Regions from separate parts of the Capsicum annuum genome. Here region 1 is linked to region 2. The links are chromatin contacts, called in public Hi-C maps. All regions are on one chromosome and are shown on one strand. The core of a region is the stretch at or near the end of the contact, and the rest is flanking DNA. Distances in the headings are between cores, read along the strand shown. Region 1 overlaps LOC107871344 (a long non-coding RNA gene). Region 2 has its middle 19 kb from the start of LOC107875886.

The links. Hi-C and Micro-C count contacts between places; a contact is called where the count stands out from the background.
Region 1: a Hi-C map of leaf shows a contact between it and region 2, with 3 times the contacts expected there. The contact joins two enhancer-like sites. A contact is called at or near these places in 3 of 5 Hi-C or Micro-C datasets (leaf and placenta).

What each region holds. Positions count from the first base shown.
Region 1 is chr1:28,998,071-29,001,297 of UCD10Xv1.1, forward strand. It overlaps LOC107871344 (a long non-coding RNA gene), which reads left to right. Exons shown (of 8, transcript XR_007052960.1): 5 at 1,172-1,220; 6 at 1,415-2,422; 7 at 2,488-2,728. Among protein-coding and RNA genes, the nearest start is that of LOC107871344, 16 kb to the left of the region's middle. Within about 2 kb of position 1,786, at least 1 of the 5 cell types and tissues checked has an H3K27ac peak or open chromatin away from gene starts, as enhancers often do. A contact at or near this core is called in leaf, where this site is marked.
Region 2 is chr1:28,930,202-28,933,496 of UCD10Xv1.1, forward strand. No RefSeq gene overlaps it. Among protein-coding and RNA genes, the nearest start is that of LOC107875886, 19 kb to the right of the region's middle. Within about 2 kb of position 1,465, at least 5 of the 5 cell types and tissues checked have an H3K27ac peak or open chromatin away from gene starts, as enhancers often do. A contact at or near this core is called in leaf, where this site is marked.

The DNA of each region.
Region 1 (3,227 bases), core at 536-3,035, 68 kb after region 2:
TTTCTATTGTATGTTGTTCTTTTCCTATTCATACTATTACTATACCATGTTAAGGAATGTTAAAGAAAATAAAGAAAGAGGAAGAAAGAAAATGTGTTTCTGTTTACCTAAAATGCTCATTTCTGCAATGAAGCTTTGGTAGGAAAAAATGTGTATTTCAGCATATACATAATATGGTCGTTGTGCTCTCTTGATTTGTGCTTGGGAGTGGTAGAATGTATAAATTAGTCTGAAATGTTAACTGGAATTAATGGATTCGACAATACATTGGTAATGTCTTGGTTTTTGTATTTCTTAAATGATTTACCAAGTACTAGTCTGACTTCTCGTTTTGTTCAGTTCTTGTCTGAGGATGCACATATAATCTCTGAAGTTTTATAGGCGGAACTATTAAATCATCTATACCACTTTGTGGATAGGATGTATCCTCTGTATCCATTCATTGTAATTATATGTCATATAAAAGGCTGAGAAAATGGGAATTTTATGAATTGAAAAGTGAGAGCAGCATGATATTATCGTGAAATATAATGCTAAGGCACATCCTTACTCCTTTGAAGGATATCAACTGATAGGAGAAAAAACTTCATTTTGCCAAAGTTCTAGCAAGGATCTGCCAAAATAGTCAATTTTTTAAAGTTTAGTGAAGAATCTTCTGACATAGTTATTATTTGACCTCTATAGCAGCAACGGCCAAAATACCACTTGGCCAGAAAGTTTCCTGAGATGGAAATTTAAAGCAAAGAAGTAGATGAAATATTTTGCACTGGAAATAGGTAAATTAGGAGAGCTCCATTCTTGTAGATCTGTATCCAGATAGTTATTAATTCCTTTTCTATTTGGGTTAAGAGTGATTTTGTTAGTCCAACTGTAATTGCCACATACTACTAGGTCAGAAAATTTCCAAACATGAAAATGTTTAGGGCATAAATTACATTATATTTTCTTGTTCAATCTGCATAAGATAGTATGTGTCAATTTTTGAGTCTTCAAATCATTCTTACCCAACATTATCTGAGTTCTGAGTAGTAGTTCCTGGTTTGTTTCTAGTAAGCAATGGTCATTGCTAGAACGTTAAGGTTCTTTACGTGGGTCAGTTTGCTTTTTTGAATAAGGAAACATAGGAGGAACTAATTTTACTGCCCAAATTTTGACATCCTGTTGTTTGCAGATTCGCGCTGGCACTCAACCTGGCAAAAAAGTTGTCCTAAAAAAGAAAGGTAACAACTTGAAATTACCTTTGTATCAATTTACAGTCCGTTGTGTAATAAACAAATAACTACGTAGTTCGCAAGGCCTGCCAGCTTCTCAAATCATTTTTCTTTAGTGTACACCTAGTTAGTTACCTTTTTTGACTCTCAAAACATTATAAAATTTCTATTCGAGTTTATAATACTTCTGTGTGCTTGTGCAGGAATAAAAGGACGGAATTCCTACTCATTTGGAGATTAGTTTGTCCACTTTAATGTCAACATTCCCACGTAAATTCCCTTTGTGTAAAATGTGGAAATGACTGTCAATTACTGCACTTTTTACTATCCTAGACTCTTTTCTAAGCCTAATCTTGAGAAAAGTAGGAGGTTTTATAGTTTGGTGGCCTCTAAATTAATTCTTAATACATCTACTGGACACCTGTGAAGCTTCCTGTATATTCTTCGATCTAATAATTAAATTTGCAACTTGGGTGCGGAAACTTGACACCAAGACAACGTCAATTGATTGAGGAGTTTGCCAAAGAAGAGAAAGGGGAATACGATAAAGGGGCTTCAGCAGGAGCCTCGAGGTGAGGGCACAGTACACGAGGTAGGTTAGGGGATATAGACGCAAATTAAAGTTGTACTATCACGTATTCTTTCTCATGGGCTCGGAAACTTAGCCAGAGCAATTTTGCGGTTTGGTCATCACCACTCCTTGCTTATTTTGATTCTGTTTCATTTGATGGTCTTTTCGTGTTGCCTATGGCAATTTGGATGATTATAGTTACATATTTTAGTTATCCTTTCGATTTATTCAGTTTTGGCTGTCTTATATGTTCATTAATTTTTCTTGTTCCATCTTAAATTTATACAGGTTTGTATAAAATGAATCAATAAGAGCCTTCAAAAAATAGCAAAAGAGCAAAGAACAGGACGTTTAGTAAACCTGGATCGTTATCAGTCATGGCAAATAGAAAATGAAAATGACGTATGCTGGCAACACAGAAAACTGTTCAAGCTATACGATCGGAGAAAGAGAATCTTCTAAAGTTAATTGAACAAAAGAAGCCACAAGCAGCACCACCAACATCACCATCTAGCAAATTGAACAATCTGTAGTGGAGCACCATGTTGTAGAGATGCAGAGAATGAGCAACATGTAGAGGATCAGGTCCAAATGACAGATTCAGCCACTCCTACAACAACTGAACATTCTGATGCGCAAGGTAATATATAGCTTAGAAACTTATTGAATTCGTTCATGACCTCTGATTTCTTCTATTTTTTATAGCTGAAGGGCCTTCAACTAGCAAAACAAGATGCAAAACACAAATGCACAAGGTATATGGCCGGCAAGAGAAAAAATTGACCATATTAAACCAGAATAACCAACCTATTGGTCCTACAGATGAAGTTGTAACCAAGTTGGGAAGCTTTCTAAGGACATTGGCAAAGAAAGCGACCCTTGCCCATTAGATATATTTGATTGGAGACATATGGATACTATACAGGAGTTATGGGAGCATACCCAGGTTTGAGTTCTGAATATTTGATATATTTTTAGTTGACTGGTTCATTATATATTTGATATATTTTCAGTTGAGTGGTTCTGTGTTAATGAATGTGGTGGCTGCATTTTCTAGCTTTATCAGCTTTTTTGTGTTGTTTATGTTGACATTTGAATATCAAGATACATATCATTATTTCTATCTGAATAGAAACTACTTGTAAGCAAAATATGATATTCCTGATGCCGTAGAAAACTGGGTTTTGGAAAGAATTTGAGAATCTTGGAGAAATCATAGAGTTAAGTTGAAGAGAAATCATTACGATCCATATGAAGATGATGAAGTTCGATTGAAGAAAAAGCCCGATAGTTTTCTAATTTGTCAATTTAAAAATCTCCTCGTGTATTGGAAGTCCGAAAAATTTCACGTAAAATGTATTTTACCATCGGCAATCATATTACTGTTATTGTTGTAGATGGAGTCCTTTATTACTATAGTTACCGTTACTGATTCATTTTTTTAG
Region 2 (3,295 bases), core at 215-2,714:
AAAAACTAATAGCCGTACAAGAAATAGCAGATAATAACAGAATAATAATTGTATAACACAATAATATGATAGTCGAAATACAAGCAACAACAAATAATAACATAAATCAAAGGACAAGAAACTATCAGAGCAATAATATAAATACTAGTATGGCAGACAACGAGATGACACACTGCTCCTTACTAACCCTCTACCTTAATGTAGGTCCTCCACAACCTCTTATATACGATTATATACTCTCTAAGCTAAAATTGCATCATATTCTATCTAATCACCTCTTCCTTGTACTTTTTGATCTACTTATTCTACTAGCCCCTCACACCTCCTCACTGAGGCATTCGCAGTAATGGACCCACTTTGTCCAAAGAAATGTCAAGCGACACTGCTTCATCAAATTTTTTTTCTAAATCTACATATTAACTAGACACAAGAGATCGTACAAGCACGGGTCCAACATAAATTACTTTTCTGTCCCAATTTATGTGATTTTGTATGATCTTTAAAAATTTTAAATTGTTAATTGTTGTCATGCACTGTTTTTATCAAAGTTAAACAAAACATGACTTATGGACTCTAAAAGAATTAAAATTTGTATGGAGTCGCCACCTAGTTTTTAAGAAAGATAAAATAAAAAGCTATTTATTTGTTAATACGTGTGATTTATGTTTTAGTCTACAAAAATCAGTTTAGATTCTAGGTAAGAGTTCAAATTATTTCAAAGGGAAGAGGTTAGGTGCTCTTCAGGATCCGTAAATGTGGTAACCAGCTAGACTAAATTTATTAAAGAGATAGGAGGTAAGAAATTAATTTTTGAAAAATATAAGTATTAAAAATAATGTAAAGAATTACGTATAAATCTAGAGAAAAGACATCATTTCCCCTGTACTTGTCCGCACAACTTACTTTAGCACTTAAACTAAACTTCTGTTTATTTACCCCCTTAACATCTTTAAAATGTATTATTTTCACCCCTCAAACAGACGTAATTTTTTTTTAAAAAAAAAAGAAAAAAATCATGTTTTTTTTATTTAAAACTGATATAGTTGTTGACACCTAATTTTTAACCTTCCACAACTAAGTTTAATTCTGAATTTCTTCGGTTAAAAATAAAATTAAAATATTTATTTTATTGGATAAATTTCTTCTAAAAAATATTCATCTGAATAATTTTGTAATTTTAAGTAGCGGTTATACATTTTGTATGTATACAAGATCGTATAATTTTATTGCTTAAATTAATTTTCAATGAGATTAAAATTTAAATAAGTTGATTAAAATTGTAACTCGGGGCTATTTTAGCCTAACTTCCAACACCCCCTTTCAAATTTAATTAAACCAGGCCCTAACATTTAGGCTATTTATGAAATAGCCTAAAACAAAAAATCAGCCCAAACACCCCTTAACCGACCCAGCCCAGCAAAATCAACCGACCCGGCCCAACACATATCTCTCTCTTTGCCCTTCCTTTAACACGTGTCGTTAACAACAAACGTACAACAGAAAATAGCAACAGAATATGGACAACAACGTTATAAACCCAGCGAACACCATACCACAATTTCAACAGCAACTATAACGGCTTCAACGCAATCAACCACGGCGACCAGAACCCAGGCGCCCTTTTACTATTTTTGCCCCCCCCGTTCAGCCGTCTATGGCAAAAATTAAATGGGTTTCTTCTCTCTCAATCCTTGATTCATCATTTTCGGCAAGAAATTAATTTCCAACGGCCCTCCTTCTTGTCTCACTTTGGAATTCAAAATTCTTCAAAAATTCAACTCAATTAGATATGCATCTCAATTAGAAAATACCCCTTTTTAGAAGTTACATAATCTAAAGGCCGCCTTGTTCCCTAGTCCGTCTATGGATTATGTTTCAATTGTGGTACTGTGTAAATTCTTGTAATTTTGCCTAAATTTATTTGGTTTGGTACGGTGATAATTATTATCTTATTTTCTATGCATGAACTTCTGTTACGAGTCCATCGGACTCTATATCAACATCCACGGGGCCAAGTCCCAAAATCACTCGAGTCAAAACCTCAAGACCAAAGTCCCAAGAATAGACTAAGAGACAAGAAACTACGCGTGTATACAGCAGATATACAGTATAAAACGAGGAAGTGAAGTTGGCATACAGTTGGAGGACCCAAGTTATGTATACGTGACTGAAATACAGTCACATATACGTTGGATATACAGGAAAAACGTGGAGAAAACCGGGCTGGTATACAGCTGATGTACAATGCAGGAAAATGGACTGAAGCCCATAATTCCAAGCCCAAAAGTGGGCAGCTTTGTTGATGCCATAACTAAGGACCCAATTCTAATTCTAACTCTTGTATTATTTGTAGGGAAAAGGACATGGATTGACCATTTTAAAAAAAATGACCCACAATTGTAAAGGTGGACAACTTTAGCCCATCGGCTAAATTTATTTTCCTCTTTTAGCCATTTGCCCAGTTGACCACATGCAGTTTCTATTCTCAGTTGATACACTTTTATACATTATTGATACACTTTTATATTAGATTGATACACTTTTTAAAAAAGAAAGAGGGAATTCTATACCCAACTGATACTTTTTTAAACCACATTGATACACTTTTATAATAAGATAGAAGGGGAATCTATGCATATGCAATGTTCATATATCCAATTGATACTCTTTTATGTTAGATTGATATACTTTATACCATATTGATACACTTATATATTACATTGATACACTTTTTAAAAAAGAAAGAGGGGATCATATACCCAATAGATACTCTTTTATACCACATTAATACACTTCTACAACAAGATAGAAGGGGAATCTATGCATGCATATGCAGTGTTCATATATCCATATAGTCTTTGCAAGCATATACAATAGTTATTTTTTATTAATCGCCCAGCTAAGACAAATAACAATTTAAAAAAAAATAAAAACAATAAGTATATTTTTACTCTATAATTTGATACCAATAAATTTTACTTTTGTTACACTTTTCTATCGTAACAGCCAAAGCTTTCAAATCAAAACTGAAAAAGCAAAAATAATAAAAATTACTTTAGTGGAATGAGTTAAAGAAGCGCAGTTGTTTTGCTTGCTAACTATTTACCTGTATTAAAATGACTTAAGGAAGTGCAGTTTATCTTTACGGCTAAGTGAATCACTACTCACATTCAAGGAAACGGTCTAGTGAACCACTACCAGAATTCACAATAACACTCGTCAAAATCATTTTTCATCTACAAAGTAACACTCGTTGGAATCTACCTCAAAATATTTACTCTGCTTCGAAATTCTC